Regions from separate parts of the Mus musculus genome. Here region 2 is linked to region 1. A link is a contact called in public HiChIP or PLAC-seq data. All regions are on one chromosome and are shown on one strand. Each heading gives the region's core, a stretch centred on a gene start, on an enhancer-like site or on the middle of the called end of the contact. The rest is flanking DNA. Distances are from core to core; before and after follow the strand shown.

What was found. HiChIP or PLAC-seq counts read pairs in DNA pulled down with a chosen protein or histone mark.
Region 2: an HNF4G HiChIP or PLAC-seq map of pancreatic cancer cells shows a contact between it and region 1. The contact joins the enhancer-like site here to the promoter of Snx4 in region 1. A contact is called at or near these places in 1 of 39 promoter capture datasets (macrophages), 1 of 484 Hi-C or Micro-C datasets (LSK cells), 4 of 115 datasets of contacts at active chromatin or transcription factors (effector CD8 T cells, extraembryonic endoderm stem cells, memory CD8 T cells and 1 more) and 1 of 9 other capture datasets (adipose tissue).

Annotation. Positions count from the first base shown.
Region 1 is chr16:33,250,157-33,252,856 of GRCm38.p6, forward strand. Snx4 (sorting nexin 4) reads left to right here and starts at 1,300. Exons shown (of 14, transcript NM_080557.2): 1 at 1,300-1,445. The coding sequence starts at 1,305.
Region 2 is chr16:33,402,812-33,405,511 of GRCm38.p6, forward strand. The region is part of intron 1 of Zfp148 (zinc finger protein 148); the gene reads left to right. Among named protein-coding and RNA genes, the nearest start is that of Zfp148, 23 kb to the left of the region's middle. Within about 2 kb of position 1,345, at least 21 of the 459 cell types and tissues checked have an H3K27ac peak or open chromatin away from gene starts, as enhancers often do. A contact at or near this core is called in memory CD8 T cells and pancreatic cancer cells, where this site is marked.

The DNA.
Region 1 (2,700 bases), core at 50-2,549:
TGGTCAGCTCACAACGAACATCCTGCCGGCTTTAGGATCTAGTTTTCTGAGATCTCAGAAACTGGGAAAAGATCACAAGATAATGAGAACAAATCTATCCTTGTGTGATTAATAAAATAGTCTTCTGCCGGGTGGTGGTGGTGCACGCCTTTAGTCCCAGCACTCGGGAGGCAGAGGCAGGCAGATTTCTGAGTTCGAGGCCAGCCTGGTGATCTACAGAGTGAGCTCCAGGACAGCCAGGGCTACACAGAGAAACCCTGTCTCGGAAAAAAAAAAAAAAAGTCTTCTGATTTAAAAACATGTTTTCTGGGGGTTTGCCGGACCTAACTAATCCCTGGCGAACAATAAAATACCTAAATACATAAATAGTCCAGGCTCTGTAAGGAAGGAACAGGGAAAGGATAGGAGAAGGGGTCCCTGCATTAAAGAAGTCTAGAGTCTAGCTGGAGGAAGCTGGATTTAGAACAAATTATTGTAAAATAACAAGAGAAAGTGCTTTGAGCATGAATGGAACTTTGCCACCAAGCCAGGGAGAAAACTCCAGGAGGAAGAAATTGTGCTTCACAACCCGGAAAAGGATGTTTGGCAAGAATCAGTTTTGGTCCGAGACCAGGTTTTGTACAAAAATACCAACCCAAAGGTCCCATATTTAGGCTACAGTCAGTGAACATTTCTCTTCAGGTCACCACAGGGAATCTTGCCAAGGGGTAGGTTCAGGAAATTACAAGAGACTTGTAGAAAATTAAATTGCTTTAGCGTCTAAAGTTTAAACACTTACTTAACAATGGCGCTCTCCAGCCTGCTTCAGCCATCTTACCTCTCAAATCTTTAGGCGTTATCTTTTGCTGAATGCGTTACTCAACTCTCTAAAAGTTAATAATTGATGCTGCTCTGGTCTTTGCGAGGGGAAACGGAATTGTGAATGCAAGGTAAGGGCGATGGTCACAAGACAATCTCCCTTTCTTTTTAATGACACAATTACTTGAGGGGATCGCCAATCTGAGTGGCTTCTGCACTTCTTGAGTTCACTTCACTTTAGTTTCTTTATGTCTTTACCGGCTCTCCCAGATTACCAGTTTTGTAGCCAACCCTCTGTAGTCGCCCTAGCTTTCCCCTACCTCCCTCGGTCGCAGGTCTTGGCTGGTGGTCCAGCGTTCTGGGGTCTCCGCTGCCTAGGAGGAGTTTCTGTGGGCAGGGGCGGGACTACCGAGAGCGCAGGGCGGAGCTACCACAAGCAGAGGGCGGGGCGGCTGGAGTCAAGGCCCCGCGCAGGCGCACTGGACTCGCGGTGCCAAACTACAGCTATGGAGCAGGCACCTCCGGACCCCGAGAAGCTCTTGCAGCCTGGACCCCTGGAGCCGCTGGGTGGCCCTGGCGCTGTGCTGGAGGCCGCGGTCGGTGAGGAGAACGAGGGCACCCGAGAAGACGGCTCAGGGGTCGACACGGTGAGGAGAGGGGCGGCGGAGGCTTCCGGTCTGGGGCCGGGCCTAGCGGGCCGGGCCGGGCCGCCCTGGCTGGGTCTGGTGGGTGCGGTCCCGAGACCGGAGGATGACCCGATGCGGAGTGGAAATGGACTCACAGGCGCGGCGTGCCGGAGCGCCGCGTGGGCGTTGTCACGCGTGTCCGTGGTGGCGTGGCCCGCGGTGTCAGTGGGCGCGTCCCCCGGGGTCTGGCCCTGAAGAGGCTCGCTGCTGTTTCCGGCCGGCCGAGGGGGTCGCTGGGAGGCGGCTACACCCTTGGTGAGAGGCGAGTGTGCGCAGTAAGGGGGGCTTGGCCTATGGACACGTCGGGAAATAGACATCAGCGTCACGTTAAAGAGAAGGGACAGAGGAAGAAACATTTGTTGAACTCTCCATTTAGCTGTAATGTCGTTATAATGTTTCCTCCTGCAATCCCCGCCCCTCGGTGATAACTGGTGTTTCTCACCTTTTGAGTTAAGGGAGTGTCGCGTTGTCAATCTGTGAGTGCATCCATCCAAAGGGTCGTGACGGATTTGTAGACTCTGATGAACAAATGTTTAGGAAACTCATTAGCGCCCTGTATTTGAACTCCCTGACCCTCAGTTGCTCAGCCCCTGTCCAGCCATTTTGCTGTTGCCCCCTCACCCCCAGTAGGTATTCATGCTAAGGTAACCCGTACATTTTTATGATTGATGCGTCTCTAGAGAGGACTAAGTTTCGAGAGAGCTAACCAGGAACTTCTCAGCAGTTGGAGGTTTTGACTACTTAAACCATTTATGTGTGCTTATAAGTTAAAGACTTTAACTTTTTGTTTGTTTGTTTGTTTTGTGTTTTTTCGAGACAGGGTTTCTCTGTATATAGCCCTGGCTGTCCTGGAACTCACTCTGTAGACCAGGCTGGCCTCGAACTCAGAAATCTGCCCTCTCCCCTCCCAGGAGTGCTGGGATTAAAGGCGTGCACCACCACGCCCGGCTAAGACTTTGATTTTTGAGAACAGTTTTAAGGTCGCTGTAGAATTGAAAGAGAAATGGGGAGATTTTCCCGTATACTCAGTTCTCATATTCAGACTTGTGCCTTGTCCACGCTTCTTACCAGACTCGTTTATGTTATACGCGGTGAGGCCAGGTTGTCACCCAAAGTCCATAGTTTACACACTGTCACATGAACTTTTAAGTGTCCTAAAAAATCCTCTACGCTGCCTGTTCTTCTCTGTCCCTCTCCTGTTGTTCTTTCCTTTTTC
Region 2 (2,700 bases), core at 95-2,594, 150 kb after region 1:
GCACGCACAGAGAGTAAAAGGGCAAAATACAAGTTATTAGCTAAGCCTGCTGAAAATCATTTTGTATTTCTTTATTTTTAAAGTTTAATTATTGTGTAAATGTACATGATGTGTGTGTGGGGTCTGAGGACAGCTTTGTGGAGTCAGTCCTCTCCTGCCTGGTTAGAAGGGGTTGAGTTTAGGCTGTTGGGGTTTACAGGAAATGCCTTTACCCACTGAGCCCAGAAATCATTCTATAGAATCACGTTGATTTTTCAGAATTGAAATGCATGTTAGCAAAGAAAAACAAGAGAAACTCTTGTTAATACTTTGGTTTATAGATGAAATGGCTTTCTTACATTTTTATTAATGTTGTAGACAAATTTAAATAGAGGAAAGAAAGCAAAGTCTTAGAAACTCTACAATTAGCAGTTGTTGGCCATTCTTGTTTCATCTAGACTTCCACCTATTCTGTTTCCTGCCTCTTCCTTATGTATTTCTTTAAGATTTTCTTTACTTGTGTGCATATGTGCATCTTGGGAGTATGTGCACATGCTTGTGTGTGAGCAGAGGCTGGAAGACTGTGTCAGACCCTTTAGAGCTGGAGTTGGCAGGCATTTGTGTTATTACATAGATGCTGGGATCTGAACTCCAGCTCTCGTGGGCTTTGTAGCAAACACTTAACTGCTGACTCATCTCCTACCTTTCCTCTCAGTATTTTGTTTATTTACTTGAAAGAGAAGAGGGTAGAGGGAGAGAATGTATGTGTGTGTATATCTGTCTGTCTATGTCCATGCGTGCATGCACCCATTGCCCTGGCTTACCTGTTGAGGTCAAATGACAGCTTGTAGGAGTTCAATCTTGCCCTCTACCTACCATGTGGGTTCCGAGGAGCAAAGTCTCAGGCCCCTAGGGTTGGCAGCAAGTGCATTTTACTTGCCAAACCTGCTGGCCCCACAACTCTTGCTATTTTTAGGATAACTTTATTTTGAAAAAATTATAGGAAGTGGCTATGCAACAGGGTGTGGTGGTTCACACCTGTAATTCCAGCCGGCAGGAAAACAAACATATTTCTCTGACTTTGAGGGCAGCCTCGTTTATATAGTAATATCCAGGCCAGGTAGGGCTACAAAATCAGACTCTGTCTCAAAAATAAAACAAAACCAGAAAGACTGCTGTGCTTCCTTCATGATGTAAGTTACCAAACCCAGAAATCGACAGTGGGACTTTCCCCTTAATAAGAATACTAAGTTTGTAGTTTTATTTGTTTGTTTAAAATTTTTTTAGACCTACACTGCTTGTGTATGTATAATTTTGTGCCGTTTTTTCTCATGTAGAAAGGTATGTAGTCACTACATTGAAGATATAAAACTTGAGTCACAACAAAGGCCACCCCTCTTGCCACACCCTAAGATTGTCCCTTCACAATGTGGCTCCCTGACTCCTGGCATCCTGCCCCCCTAGCTCTGTGGGTTCCATTTCCTTGGTATGTAGTGTAAGTTAAAGAAAGACACTTGGTGTAACCTTTCCCCAGTGAGAGCTTGTTTGTGGTGTATGTGTGTGTGTGTCCGTGCTGAGGCCAGAGGGAGGACTAGCATTCTTGTTGCTCTTTGTCCCATTTCAGTGAGACAGGGTCTCCTGCTGAACCTGCAGCAAGGCTAGCGGCCTGCAGTCCTTTCTTCACCCCTCACAGGGCCCGGATTACAGAACACCTGGCTTTTTATGTGAACTCTGGAGATTTGAACTCAGGTCTTTGTGTTTACAGAGCCAGTGCCCTTATCTACTGAGCCATCCCTGAGCCCTGAGGGATGTTTAGTGTTTTCCATTGTAAACCAAGGGCTAGTGCAAATTTGTACAGGCAATATGAGGATTTTCTTAAAAAAAGATTTATTTATTATATGTAAGTACACTGTAGCTGTCTTCAAACACATCAGAAGAGGGAGTCAGATCTCGTTAAGGATGGTTGTGAGCCACCATGTGGTTGCTGGGATTTGAATTCAGGACCTTTGGAAGAGCAGTCAGTGCTCTTAACCGCTGAGCCATCTCCCCAGCCCCCAAAATATGAGGATTTTATGTAAATAAAAGCTCCCCCCTTTTCTGAAATAGGTGTTCAATGGCAAAATTGCTGAGTTGTGTGCTAAGTGTGTATTTAGTTACTTGCTGTGATGGCTAATGGTTTTAATCATCTTTTTATGTTTTTATTCTCTTCAGATTTTTTGTGTGTGTGTGTGTGAAATGCTTGATATCTTTTGTTGCATCAGGATAATTTGCTTATTTGCTATTGAGTTTTGAGAATTCTTTATAGAATAGTTTCTACTTAAGACCTTTTGTTTGTTTTGTTTTTGTTTTTGGAGACTGGGTTTCTCTATGTAGCCCTGGAACTTATAGACCAAGCTGACCTTGAACTCTTAGAGACTCACCTGAACGCCTGGCTTAAAGGTGCAAGTCACCACCTGTCTATTTAAGACTTTTGTTAGATGAGCTTTACGGATACTTTCTTTAAGTCTATAAGCAGAGTAGACTGCTTTTAAAAATGATCTTAGAAATGTCATCTTGACAAGGTCTTTAATTTGGGTATCAGATCTGATTTATTTTCATTCATGGAGGGTAGCACACCTCTGGTGCCAAGGTCTGTAGTCCTTTGCTTCAGTTCTCAAGAAGTTCTTTGTATCATATTTAAATTCATGATCCCTTCTGACTTTGAGACATGGTTGTATGGCT